2 separate regions of the Rattus norvegicus genome follow, and region 1 is linked to region 2. Evidence: chromatin contacts called from public Hi-C data. All regions are on one chromosome and are shown on one strand. Each heading gives the region's core, a stretch centred on a gene start, on an enhancer-like site or on the middle of the called end of the contact. The rest is flanking DNA. Distances are from core to core; before and after follow the strand shown.

Evidence for each region. Hi-C and Micro-C count contacts between places; a contact is called where the count stands out from the background.
Region 1: a contact with region 2 is called in a Hi-C map of psoas muscle, with 3 times the contacts expected there. The contact joins two enhancer-like sites. A contact is called at or near these places in 2 of 12 Hi-C or Micro-C datasets (liver and psoas muscle).

What each region holds. Positions count from the first base shown.
Region 1 is chr4:125,683,129-125,690,533 of GRCr8, reverse strand. No RefSeq gene overlaps it. Among named protein-coding and RNA genes, the nearest start is that of Slc6a6, 66 kb to the left of the region's middle. Within about 2 kb of position 2,228, at least 11 of the 93 cell types and tissues checked have an H3K27ac peak or open chromatin away from gene starts, as enhancers often do.
Region 2 is chr4:125,588,593-125,595,440 of GRCr8, reverse strand. No RefSeq gene overlaps it. Among named protein-coding and RNA genes, the nearest start is that of Lsm3, 14 kb to the right of the region's middle. Within about 2 kb of position 5,075, at least 5 of the 93 cell types and tissues checked have an H3K27ac peak or open chromatin away from gene starts, as enhancers often do.

The sequences.
Region 1 (7,405 bases), core at 979-3,478, 98 kb before region 2:
ATTTCTCTGTTCTGTTGTATGTCTGCTTCATATTTAACAAAAGGGTGCCACTCATTGCAAGTCCTGTGTCCAGTGCCAAGGAGAAAATGCAGAGGCTCCTTGGAGGTCACAGGAGGAAGTGGAGAGGCTCCTGGGAGGACAGCCCCGTGTGAGCCAGCTGGCTGAGGACATGAAATGTGGATGGTTTCTCCTAGGTGGAAGAAAGATCGATTAGACCCAGGTGCCAAAACACAGGATGAATGAAGTCTTCCCAGGAAAGAATAAGGTCCAGAGACCTTAATAGACCACAAGCTCAACCAGTATCAACAATTAAGTATCTGTAGCTGGGTGGTGGGGGAGCACGCCTTTAATCCTAGCCCTCAGGAGGCAAAGACAGGCGGATCTTTGAGTTCAAGACCAGTGTGGTCTACAGAGGACACTGGACAGCCAGGACAGCCAGGGTGACACAGAGAAATCCTGTCTTGAAAAACCAAACAAGCAAATGAACAAAACACTCCCAAACCAAAAAATAGCTAGATATCTTAAAGACCACTTTCCTTTGAGGTCTGTGCAGTTTTGTTTTTGTTTTTTGTTGTTGTTGTTGTTGTTGTTGTTTTTGTTTTGGGTTCTTTTTTTTTCCGGAGCTGGGGACCAAACCCAGGGCTTCCTAGGCAAGCGCTCTACCACTGAGCTAAATCCCCAACCCCATCTGTGCAGTTTATATGTAGTTTATTCTCGGCTTAGAAAAGAGAGAAGGGGTTTCCACCTCTCTGTCTGAGGTTCTTGGCTGTGCTCAGTTAAGAGTGTTTGGTTCATCTGTTGATGAGAGCAGACAGGAAATGGGGGGACACGGTGGTGTTAGGAGCAGAGAGAGATCCAGGGCTTGTGCTGTATATAAAGTAGGGGACGGTGGGTTAGTTTTGGGTCCCTGGTAGAGCTGGGATCCTCCCATCTCTAGACAGTCTTGGAGTGGACCTCCATACCACACAGGAACGTTTGATTCTGGCTGTGAATCATGGGCCATGTGCGTGGATTTACTTAGGGGTGGGGACAGATTGCCTCAGACTTCTCCAAAGAGGCTTTGCACTGTGCTATAAAAGCATGGCCTCCCTCCCCTCCCCTGCAACCCTCAGACCCTGTAGGACACCTCTGTCTTAGCTTCTATGGCTAGTGGTCTGAGGTCCTGAAGGGGGACCCTGCCCTTCCAGTCTGTTTATTGGAAGGTCTCTTGGGCCCCATCACACTCACGGGTGGAGGGCCCGAGAAAGCCCCCAGGAATGTGCCGCTAACCCCTCGACTCTGTCTGGAATTTCACAGTGACATTCAGAAGTCACTAAACTTAGCACCAGGACCTGTGGCCTCTGGGTAGCCCAGGCATGCCAGGGGCAGGGCATGAATTATGGTGAGCTGACAGGAAAGAATGATGTAGGTTATGGGGCTCTGAAGACCCTGGGTAGCAGGCAAGGTCTGGAGAGGCAGTCCTGAACCGCTGGGGCTTGTGGGCCTGTCCTATTCTGTTGCCCACTGCCCAGAGAAGCAGTCTCCTGCTGGAATGATTTTTGGTCAGTCACTCCACAGATGTTTACTGAGCATCTCCTATGCGTCAGATATCGGGTTCCTTGGAACACAGAGGACCAACTACCTGTAGCAGCCTCATCCTCTGTAGTTTAGACCCCTCTGGTTTAGACAACCTAGGTTGAGAGAAAGGCTGTGTGGGAGATGACAGGTGGAGTTCCAATTTGGGGTGAGCAGGGGGTCTTCCCGGAGCAGGAGGTGCCTGCTAAAGGCTTAAAGAGGAAAGTGGGAGAACCCAGTTTGTAAGAGGGAGGAATGTGTGACCTCCAGGCTAGGCCAAAGGTAGTATGGGAAAAGAGGGGACGTTCTTTGATGTCCAGTAGAGTGGTTTCCCTGGCTATGGTGATGCCATTTTGACATTTTGCTTAATCTTGGAGACTAAGTTACTTAGAAGTAAGAGGTCACATTTGAGGATTGGACAGATTTGTGCTGGAATCCTATCTGACTCCTTCTGCTGTGTGATGCTGGCAAGCTAGACCACCTCTCTGATCCTTCATGTTCTCTTTTGTAGAGATATTATTAGAACTTGCTGAGGTGGTGATGGGAAGAAAATTGGGGTACCCACGTGAGCAGTTGGCTGTAGGGCCTCTGGCCAAACGGTTCCCTTACTAAGAGAGTGAGTCCCACAGGTCCTGCAGCCTGTCCTGAGTCATCTGTAAGCATGGGCCCCTCTCCAGCGTCTCTACCCAGAGAATGGTCTGATGTGGCAATGCAGCCCCTGGTTTGTAGCCTGAGAAGTGGCAAGGGCAGGTGGCTTGGGTGCCAAGATGGAACAAGCCATCCTGCCCTGTCCAGCTCCCTAGGGGACAAAGAGAAGGTCATTTCATTGAGAGGAGCAGCTGTCAGTGACAGGGTCCAAGTGCTGGCCTGGTGCTCTCTCTCCTACGTGGGTGTGGTCCTGCAGGCTGCCAGCTCTGTGATGGACACTCCTGAGGAGTGTCCCTCACCACTGCCCAACACTGCCAGGCTATCTCATGAGCTGGCAGACTTGGAATCCATGTTCCCAGAGACCCTCTACTGTCCCACTGGATGCTCTCCATTGGGGGATGGGGGCGTTGTCTCCACATGCCTGGTATCTGCCTCTGTCCCCAGGCTCCGGAAGCCCTGCCTGAGATTTGTCACACATTCCCGTAGGCCACTGCATTTTTATTTTTAGGATTTATTGAGCACTTCCATGTGGTCCAGGGTCGTCTCAAGTGTCCTCCTCTCCAGGCAACCTGGGTGGTTGATATCTCTTGGGATCATGGAGACGGAGATAGACATTAGAAGTGGCTGCCTGAGGCCACAGGGCTGGAAGGGGTGGTTTAGGAATGGAATCTGCCCCTTGGCTCTAAAGCTCCCTGAAGTCAGGAAGGGCTCAGACCTGCCAGGTCCCTGTTTGGCAGAAGAAAAGACAGCTGGGTGGAAAGACAGTCACCCGCCAATAAGAGGCAGAGCCCAGGTTTGACCCACTCCTGTAAACTGAGTCTCCTGGCTATGTAGAGAACCAGCACAGCTGCCCTTAGGCCCTGGCAAACCTTGGCAAGGGATGGAACCCTGTTGGCGTCCCGCCCCGGTTATCAGAGATGTTGTTGGCCCGGCTGCCCAGGGGCTACTTACAAACAAGTCCAAATGGGCACAGCCATCCCTTCTGCTGAACTAACTGGCCAATTGCAGCCCTCTCTTCCTGGCCACAGGAATCTGCATAATCTAAATTAGGCTTGCTGGTCCCAACACCGAATTTTTTTTTTTTTAACCTGGGACTTGGAGGCTGAGTTCTGAGACCAAAAATGGGAAACTCAGGCCAAAGGTGAAAATGTCTCCATGTTAGAAAATGCAACAAGAACAGCAATGACCTCCACTAAGGTTGCTTGCATCATATCTGGGATTCTTATGATTGAGAGGCTGAGGCCAAGGGGAGGGTGAGTTCCAGGCCAGCCTGGGCTATGCAAGGAGAACCTTCCTCAGAGAGAGAGAGAAAGTAGTGTTCACTTGTAAGTCCCAGTGAATCTGACCACCGATGGCTTAGTAAGTGAACTCACACTTCTCTCATATGGTAAGAGGTGAAAAAAACGTGACTGCCATCACTGCTTTGCCACGCAATAATGTCACAGGATAGGTTTCGTGATTTCTTCCTTTCTCACAAGGCTCTAAGATGGCTGCCTGGCTCCAGCCATTGTATCTACATTCAAGGGAGGACAAAAGAGAGGAAGGCCTAGGCCAACTGTGTTTCTCTTTGTTTTTAATATGTTTTTTCCAAGTTTTATTTATTTTATTTTGTGTATGAATGTTTTGCATACACACATGCCCCACCATGTGTGCCTGGTACCCTGGGAAGTCAGAAGAGGGCAATGGATCCCCTGGAACTGGAATTGTGGTTGGTCACGACTCACCATGTGAACTCAGATCCTCTGCAGGAGCAGCAAGCATTCTTAATCACTGAGCCATCTCTCCTCCTCCTCCTCCTTCTCCTCTTCCTCCTCCTTCTCCTCTTCTTCCTCTTCCTCTTCCTCCTCTTCTCCTTCTTCCTCTTCTTCCTCTTCTCTTTCCTCCTCCTCCTTCTCCTCTTCCTCCTCCTTCTCCTCTTCTTCCTCTTCCTCTTCCTCCTCTTCTCCTTCTTCCTCTTCTTCCTCTTCTCTTTCCTCCTCCTCTTCTTCTTCTTCCTCCTCCTCCTCCTCTTCTCCTCCTCTTCTTTTCTCTTTTAGTCATGAAAACAAAGCACTTAGTATAGTCACATCAAGATTGTGTGAAGTCACATTGCATGTGTTTGGAACTGTCTCTGGAACAGGAGAAATTGAACAATCAATAGGGTTTTATTGTTTTGCTTGTTTATTTATTTGCTTTATGTCCAGACTGCAGTTTCCTCTCCCTCCTCTGCTCCAAGTCCCTCCTCCTCCAATTTGTCCCCCATCCACTCCTTCATTTCTCTTCCAAAAAGGTGCGGCTTCCCTGGATATCAACCATTTTTGGCATATCAAGTTGCAGTAAACCTAGGCATCTAACTCCTCTCCTATTAAGGCTGGACTAGTTTTATTTTAAATGTTATACAAAGCCATGGTGCATGCATAAAGGGCAGACAACAACTTTCAGGAGTCAGTTCTCTCCTTCCAGTGTGGACCGTGGGGCTCAAACTCAGGTCGTAAGGTTTAGTGGCAAGCCCCTTTACCATCTGAGCCATGCAGTGGGCCTCGGCCCTTTTATTTTTGTTCATTTTAAAACCACGTGCGTTGATGAAACAAAACAAGGGAAGCAAAACCACAGGCAGCTCAGCTCCATGTTATCTTCTAGATGCTGTGTACATGGTTCCACTGAGCCAACCGACTGGGCTTGCCCACAGAGTGACTGTTCACCAGGTCTAAATCCACATGGCAGGAGTCTTTTGATGACCAAGTGCACAGCAGGCTATTTCCATTATGATAGTTATTTAATGTTATTGTCATCTCAGGAAATGTTGGAAAAAGAGATAAACAAAAACAGAAACAACATCAAAATCCCAGAATCCCACTGGCCTGTTTCCTCCATTTCTCAGGCCAATCATCTCAGGCCTCTGTAGCAGAGTTGGGGAAGGCCAGGGTGGTAGCACCACAGACAGTTGGTCTTTGTGTTTTCTCCCTACAGAGACAGGTGGCCCTCACCACTGCAACTGCTGGTTCCCAGAAATGCTACAGGGCTGACAGAGATTGCCCAAGCCTAGCTAAGGGCCTCTGGGCGTCCTTCTCCAGTGTCACAAACATCCAACTCAAGCTCAAGATCCCACGGTGTTCCGCCTGTCAGTAAAGTCGCCCCTGCCAGTCAGAAACGTGGGCAATGCTCTCAATAACCCCTTCCCCTCATCTGCACCTGGGCTGCCATCATCCTAGGACCCCTTTCTCAGATTCATCCACTTGTGTCAGTCTGGCAGGTTGACTGATATACTGAAACCCCAGATCGCAGGGCTTAATACAGATCAATGAATGGAGTTGGCCGCCACTATTTCACACAGTCAGCCAGCAACCCTGGCTCCTCCCAGCTCAACCCTGAGGCCCTGGGGCACTGAAATAAATTTGTGCACTGTAGGGCAGGCTTTTAATGGCCTGGTCAGGGAGTGCCTTTCATCACTTCTGCTCAAATTCTATAGGTCCGACTAAATCACGTAGCCTTGCCCCACTGCAGAGGAGCCTGGGAAATGTAGTCCCTCAGCCAGCAGAACCGGGAGCAAGGTTAACACAGGGCTTTGTCTCTCTGAAACACCCACAAGTGGCTTGTTTTTGTTTTCCGGCAGATAGCTTGGTCCTTCCCAGACTCTTCGGGGAACAGCTGAAGAGATGAGGTCCAAGATCCAGATCCTGTTGTAGCATTCCCCCTCAGCTTTAGTCCAATGACCTTTACCTCAAGGTTTCTGTGGGGTCATCAGCTTGCAGGACAGTGCCCTTTCCAGACCAATCCTGTGTGGGCTGGCAGCTACTGACCTCCCTCTGGAGCCATGCTCCATTCCTGAGACGTCTCCCTGCTTTTCAGCTTAGTCAGCACCCAATTTAAGGTTTGATACTGCCGATAGGAAACCCTTTTATTTGTAAAGTAATGTGGCACTGGATGCCCTTTGAAAGAAGGATGTGACCGAGACTCAGGGTTGGGTTTGGGGGTTCTTAGGGACTCAAATGTAGGTGTTTGGTTTTGTACTTGTTTGTTTTCATTTTGAACAGGGTCCCGGGGCTATCTTTGGGCTTGCAGAGATTTTCCTGCCTTACCTTCCTACATGCTGAGATTCTAGTCGTGCCCAGAAACTGTCACAGTGAATATCAATGCCAGAATGAAGCGCGGGACACAGCTGGAACCGGCGAGGCGGCAGCAATGGAGACTCAGTGCCCTGTGCAACCGCCTGGCTGCTGCCCCGGCAGCCGGCTGTACAGGAAGAGCTTGCCCAGTGCTCCTGATCCTCAGCTCAGTGATCCCGAATCTGAAGCAGGAGGGATCACAGCCGGCAGCCTGTGTAAAGGCCGTGTGGGGTGTGAAGTGGAAAGACCAGCTGTGCACAAATTCAGAGGCACCCTTTGCTCACACTCCACTTCTGTCTGGAGCAATCTCTGAGAACCACCAAGCACTCCCTCTCTAGTGTACACCCAATCCCCATGTGCATGACCCAGGGGGAAACTGAGGCCCAGAGACAGAAGTACACGGCCTGCAATGCTCTTCCCATGCATCACGTCCCTGTTATAGAGCATGGGCAGAATGGCCGCAGTCTTCATCTGACCAGCGGCATCCGAGTGCAGGACTCCATTATGATGGGATCTGTGGACTGTCGATGTTCCCTCAGAGAAGGGGTTTGTGGGTCATCAAGCTTCACATTAGATTCCAGCTGCCCCCCACAGCTATTTGTGGGTAGTGCTCCCCTGACTGTGGCTCCTGGGTACCCAGAGGTGCTGAAGCAGGAAGGCTGTGGGATGTTAGCTGGAGTAGACTCCATCTACACAGCTATAAAGAAGTCATCCATGCTGGGTGAGATTTTTCAGTGTGACTACTTTGGGGTCTCCCACATCCTTGTAAGTAGCCCCTCACCCATGTTCTATAAGAAAGCCCAATACATTCATTACTTTCCCCATGGAGAACTTGGATTGTGCTTTGGTTAACTGTCTTATGAAGCTCTATGAGGAGGGGCCACACCTCATTACATCTCACTTGTGTCCCTTCTTTGTCCTCTTCCAAGACTAGCACTGCCCATACTGGTGCTCAGCAGGGTGCCAGCCTCGTATATGCTCTGGCTGTGTGGCCCTGGGCAAGCCTGTTCAGCTGCCCATATCCCCATTTTATGCTGTGTTGTTGCACTCTCTCTCTCCTTTTACACAGCATCCAGCACCTTGCTGGCTTGGTATATTCCAGCTTGTGTTGGGTAAAT
Region 2 (6,848 bases), core at 3,826-6,325:
GTCTGAAGGTCGCATCAGATGGAAACATTCTCCACGCTTAGGAAGTTTACATTCTGGCGGGAGGAGACCCTAAACAAGGAGACAGACATATATAAACAGAAACGGTTTACAACACAGAGTGCTGGGAGAAGAAGAAAACAGGTGATATGGGCTGGCAACATGGCTCAGCAATAAAGGTGATTGTCGCTAAACCTTGATCCCTAGAACACACATGGTAGAAAAAAAGACTGACTCCTACCAGTTGTCCCTCCCCTCAGGTCCCCCCCTCCAGAGAGAGAGAGAGAGAGAGACAGAGACAGACAGAGAGAGAGAGAGAGAGAGAGAGAGAGAGAGAGAGAGAGAGAGAATTAGAAAACAGAGGATGGGGCCTGGGAATGGTGGGAGTGGGGTGACAGGCTGGAGGAGTGACCAGATAGGACCTCTCTGTGGAGGTGACACAGGGTAGAGACCCAAGTGGTTGAAAATAATGCCACCCAGAAGTTAAAAGCTAGCACTCTAAGCCTCCTAAGCCTCTGCTTGTCCAAGGTCTGCCTTTGATTTTCTCTCTACTTTCTATCTATCTATCTATCTATCTATCTATCTATCTATCTATCTATCTATCTATCTCATGTTTATAGGTGGATTTTTGGCTGCATGTATGTCCATTTGAGGTTAGACTCTCTGGAAGTGGAGTTACAGACAGTTATGAGCTACCATGTGGGTGCTGGGAATTGAACCCAGGCCCTTTGGAAGAACAGCCAATGCTCTTAACCATAGAGCCATCTCTCAGCCCTCTCTCTTTTGTTATGGTAAGGAGAAGAGAATGCACTTTGATATAATTACAAAATTATGGAAGGCGATGGTTCTTCTCAATTTGTCAACCTGAGATCTAGAACCACCTGGGAGTCAGGTCTCTGGGCATGCTGCAGGAGATTACCTTGACTAGGTTCATCAAAGTGGGAAGACCTGCTCACTCTGGATGGCCACATTCTCTAGACTGAGAGTCCAGGCTGGATAAAATGGAGAAAGTGAGCTGAGTGCACAGGAAGTTCTGTGTTTCCTGACTGGATGTACCCAGCTGCCTCCTGCCGCTATGACTTCCCCACAGTGATTGACTGGGACCTGATACTGTGAATCAGAGTCAATCACAGCAGCGGGGAAGGTAGGCCAGCCTCTCCTACACTCACCATGTGTTTGTGTTTTGTCCTGTTATTGTTCCTCTATCATGTACGTTATACCTGGGATATCTACACCCCTTTTCTCAGAACCCCCTTTAAGTACATAGTACAAACATACTGCCCTGCCCCCAATACTTCAGTGTGTGTCTCCCAGGAAGAGCAACCTTCCCTCTCATGGCCATAGTCCATATCTAGCCTACAACCTATGCTCACCTTTTGTCAACTGCTTCAACAATGGCCTTTCAAAGTTATGCCATTTCCCAGGTCCTTGATCACACAGCACACCCATCCTTCTCATGTGAAGCCTTCGCACTTGGGTTTGATTGACAGCTCTGGAGGATTCAGTTGAGATTATACCTGTTTTGGAAGGAGGCCGACCAGCGTGACATGGAGTCTTCAGTGTGCAGTGGTGGGAGGCACATGGTGCTGGTTTGTGCTTCTAGTTTTGTGTGGTTAGGGAGGACACCACCTGGCTGACCCACTATGCCATCAGTTTCCTCTCAGTGATGTCTATGCTGTCTGTTGGGAGAAGAGGTGATGTTTTTACCATCCACCTATTTGGCCCCTAATTCATTTTACCATTCACAGGCAATTACCTTTATCTTTGCTTCTCCTTGCTAATTGTGGGTTAGCCAGTTTTCTGTCACCTGACAACATATCTGAGAAGAAAGGATAATTTTAGCTCCTGGCTTCAGAAGTGAAAGTCCATGATCACTTGGCCCCTGTTGCCTTGGGTCCATCATAAGATATGATCTCACGGAGGAAGCATGTGGCTCAAACTGTTTGCCTGCCCCACGGCAGAAGAAAAGCGGTGGATGGCCAGGTCCTAACATCATGCCCTCAATTTACTAGGCTCTTTCCACTGGGCCTTGCTTCCTAGAGGTCCCATGGCTACCCAATGGTACCATAAGCTGAGGACCAAGCTAATTACCCACATGGGTTTTAGGCTCTCTAAGGCTCACTGAATCAAATCTACACTCTAGAAGTTAGTGTTTTACTGTTTTTCTTCTCTTCACACTTATTTCTATAATCATCCTCTAACTACAAAATCACAGATTTATACCATATTACTAGTTTATATCACTACAACCAGATTCATCTCGAATCAGACCAATGAGGACTCTTGAAACTGGTTTCTGGGGCTGGGGAGGTGACTCAGCAGTTAGGAGCCCTGGCTACTTTTCTGGAGGACCAGAGTTTAATTCCCAGTATCTATAGGCAGCTCATAAACACCTGTAAGTCTAGTTCCAGGGTCCCTGATGTCCTCTTCTGCCTCTGTGGGCGCCATACATACACATACATACACAATACACACATAACTAAAAATAAAATAAAGATTTTAACTGGCTTCTGTGTCTCTGACATCACACTCATTTTTGAAGTGTTTCCTTGCTTTATGTGTATGTATGTATGTATGTATACATGTGTGTGCATGTGTGCAGATATGCATGTGAGTGGGTATGGAGAGGCCAGAGGACAACTTCAATTGATATCCTCAGGCACAGCCTGCCCACCCATTTTTGAGACATTCCCTCACAGGCCAGGAACTCCCCAAGTTGGTTGTGCTGGCTCACCAGTGAGCCCTAGGCATCCACCTGTCTCTGTTTAACCCATCACTAGGTACACACGCACACCACCATGCCCAGCTTAGAGTGAGCACAGGGGACAAGATTTAAGTCTTAGTGCTAACAGGAGCATGCCCTTTGCTGACTGAGCTACATCTGCAGGCTTTTCCCTGCTTTCTGACAGAGTAAGATGTTTCAAGATTGTCTCGTTCTTTCTTTGCCTCAGCCCTGGGCTGAGTCTTTTCTCTAACGAGCCTTAGTGTGCAAAGTTAATTAAGATGTGAGACCCAGGCAGGCCAGGCTCTGCTCCCAGTGTTTCACAGTTTCTGAGTCCCTCAAGACAGAGCTGAGAAACATCTCAATTCCTAACATGTATGAGTCAACAAGGACGGTTGGTCCAACAGGTCTTGTTTGCTAGCTGGAATGGTACTAGGAATCTGAACTCTGATAGCTTCCGGGAATTCTGATGCCCTTTACCCCCAAGACAGGCTGAACATGAAGGATGGAAGCCAGTGCTTCTCAGAACCTGGTGGGCATGTCACCTCAGGGCTTCTTTAAATGTGTTCTCTTGACTCTATACCCAAAGTGGCTCATTTGGTATCTTTAGACTAGGGAACAAGAACTTGCTTTGCTGTTGTTCTAAGAGCCTTTCTAACACACTGCATTTTAAACACATCTCCAGGTACTGCTGCTGCTTGCTGATCTGGGAGTGCGTTTTGAAAAACACTCATTCAGACATTGGCTCTGAAAGTGGCTACATACTAGACTTCTTAGAGATGTTTTACTGTTTTTGTTTGTTTGTGTTTAAATATCAACCCAGAAGACTCTAGAAACTATGACTTATTGGTGATCATTAAGAATTTTATGACCTTGGCAAGTGGGGCTGTTGCTCAGCACAACTGGAGATGATTCTAAGAGGAGGTAGGGTTCAGCGGAAAGGGATTTAGGAGGCAGTGAGCCTGGCCTTTGTGAGGAATAGCAAAGCCACTGGTGCATTTGGTTTGCAGGAGAGGAGAGTGAGGTAGGCAGCTGGGTAAGAAGTGAATGAGATGGGCCATGAATCTGGATGCTGCTCCAGTGGGTTGGGGAGCCTGGGGGCAGGCTGTGAGCTGGACCTTCTGTCTGGAGTGTCTTCACTTCAGTCACTTCGAGGCCAGCCTTCGTTTTACATACCGATCTTGAGTTCTCCCTAGCGGCTTGTGGCTGTGATGAAGGATGAAGGTGTTCCACTGTTGCAGGGTCACACCGTGAGCCCCAAGATCGGTTTAATCACTGGCAAAACCTGTTTCTAGTTGTACTGTGGCTCAACTTTAGTACACACTTTTAACAATGAAGGTAAAGTTAGCTTGTAGAATGAAGCACCCATGTTTGAAAGTAATGTCTAATTGAGTGGCAGACAAAGTGACGAATTAGACAGAATAGGCTATGCCCAACTCTCACAAGAACAGACAGGAAAGAGAGGCTATTTAAGAGAGCATAGAGAGAGGGGGTAGGAAGGAGGTACTTTTACCATACAGTTTTACAGAGAGAGGTAAAGACATGATGATCCAGAGAATGAGAAGGAGCCAGAAGATTAGAACAAATTGCTAGAGGCCAAGCAGGGCAATTCAGTCAGAGGCCAAGAAAGAAGCCAGATTCAGTCAACTTAGAGAAGTTTGAGTCAGAACAGTTGAGTTGAACCAGCCAGCCAGAGCTCAAAAAGAAATAGAAAGAGTGAGTTTATTCAGCAGTAAGTTTCAGAAGCTGAAACATTTCTAGGTTAGACTGTATGGAGACTAGAAGCTTCCAGGACTGGGCCTACCCTAGCAGATTGAGGCAGTGAGCCTCTGAGACAACACTTAGTACAGGCAAATAAAGTTCCTTTTACACTCTATGCTTTCCTCTCATATCTTGAGTCCTGCCCATGGATTTGAAACCTCTGAAAAAGAAGTCTACACAGAGTGATAAAGTATTGTGTTTGGAACAGGGACTTGGCAGGTAGGGGACATCTTCAGTCATTCACAACAGTGTGAATGCTTACTGTGACCAAATTCTACTTATACATCGGTAAGATGGTACATTTTATCGTGTGTGTGTGTGTGTGTGTGTGTGTGTGTGTGTGTGTGTGTGTGTTACTCACTTGTGAGAACACAGGTACAGGCCACCAGAGCACATGAAAGAAATAGTTTGGGACAACCATTTACTTTAACAGAATGACTCTTTACATGCAGTTCTACCCGTGGCTTGCCTACAAAGCAGGGCATGTGAGCTCTGAAGACACGATTGTTTGACGTGCAGCATGGCAGAAACACCAGCCCAGAGAGCAAGGCTGTCTGGCTTGATGCCTCCCGCAGTGGCAGTTCCAACAGCTCTGCCCTCCACAGGACATCGTGCAACCGAGTATGCTTGAATTAAACATGAGTGTTGCCACACGATTCTGTTCACATCTATTTTGATTCTGGCAGTTGCTAACCTTTCTTCTAGGAAAAGTGGGGGTGGGGATCCCTGTTGGTGAGACTCTACTGTTAGGAGCTTGTGAGAACGCTGGCTGGGTGGAGGCAGGTATGAACTGCTCCTGGGTAACTTTCAGCAACACTCCTAGGCCCTGATAGTTGGCAGAGGCCTGGCACCAGCTCTGTCACCCTGCCGTGAGGATGACCTGCCCTTTCCCTCAGTTACTGGAGCTCTGGGTTTTTTGCTGGGCCAGAGCTGACGGTGATGTCATCGTCTTGTGATGTTGTTGGATGACCTTGTTCGTGAGGCTGTTCTGCTCGTTTCTCTCACACCTGACAACTGAGATGAGAAAAGCATGAACCGAAGAGGGAAGGATGGAGGACCCTTCAAAGGAGAACTATGCCCACTCACTCAGCCAATCCCTAAACCCTAAGCACAACTGCCTTGGATCCAACTTAGTTTCTAGCAGTTCTCAGCCTGAAAAAGCTGTAAAGGAAAAAGAGAAGACATCAGTGAGGGCTGGGGTGCAGGTCAGAGGCAGAGCTCTTGGCTAGCTCCTATCTTACGAAGAAACTGGATCGAAGTGACTGAGTCTAGTGTTCAGCTAATTGTAAATGCAAGGTTTCTTGTCTCCTCATCTGTACCCTTACCTTGTAACACACAAATGGTGGCTCTCAAGTTCCTTTCAATCTCTCTAAACCTGTTGAATCAATAACAGGGTGCTCTTGGGCTGGAAGGACAGCACAAATGAGGACATTAAGGCCGACAGCAGGAACAATCTGCTCAGTGAGGTGGCAGAGTCTGGCCTTGAGCTCCACTCCCAACCCCCAAAGCTCAGATCAACCACCCAGATAAACCCAGGATAGAGTGATGGTGAAACCATCTTGCCTAGACTGTGTGTGCTTGGTGGTTGGTTCCAGCTCAGCATCATAGGAGCTGCCACTGTTAGAAGGATATTTTGCCTGAAAACTATCTCCTGGGGCTCTGGTGAATGTGATGTTGCCTGTTCTGTGCTTCTGGAACTGCGGTTGGAATTTCACATAGTTTGGATTTAAGAAATTAAATGGCACAGTCTGCCATCTAATATTGTTGACAGTGAACCTAGACAAGTTGAAACGGAATAGGGAGGAGTGTAGTGCCCTCTAGTGTCAAAACATGCTCTTGGCTGATCCTGGAAACTTAAAGTTGAACAAGAGCAACAGACCTGGGGTGCTACACAGTAGATTGTAGTTAATGGCTGTGTATTTCACAAGCGACAAGAAAAGATTTTAAGTTTTCACCACAAATAAACTAAATTTAATTATTTTTAAATACATGTTTGGAGATAAACATTTATATTCATTAAGATTCCACCCAGTGCAAACACGTTTTGGGACCACATTATACCTATTTACTTATGTGTGCATATTTTATGTTCTTGTCTATTGAGACCGGATCTTGATTCATAGACCCTGGCTGGCCTAGAACTTGCAATCCTCCTGCCTCAGCATCTTGAGTGCTGAGATTACAGGTATGCACCACAATGCCAAGCTCCAATGTTTAGCTTTTATGTACTAGCTAAAAATACATTTAATTGAGGAGGAAAAAAAAGAAAGAAAGAAACATGCAAGCTTAGGTGAATCCTCTTCGATGTACTCTATTTTCCCTTAGGTGAGCAAGTGCAAGCCAGGGACAGGAGAAGCTTGCCGAAATC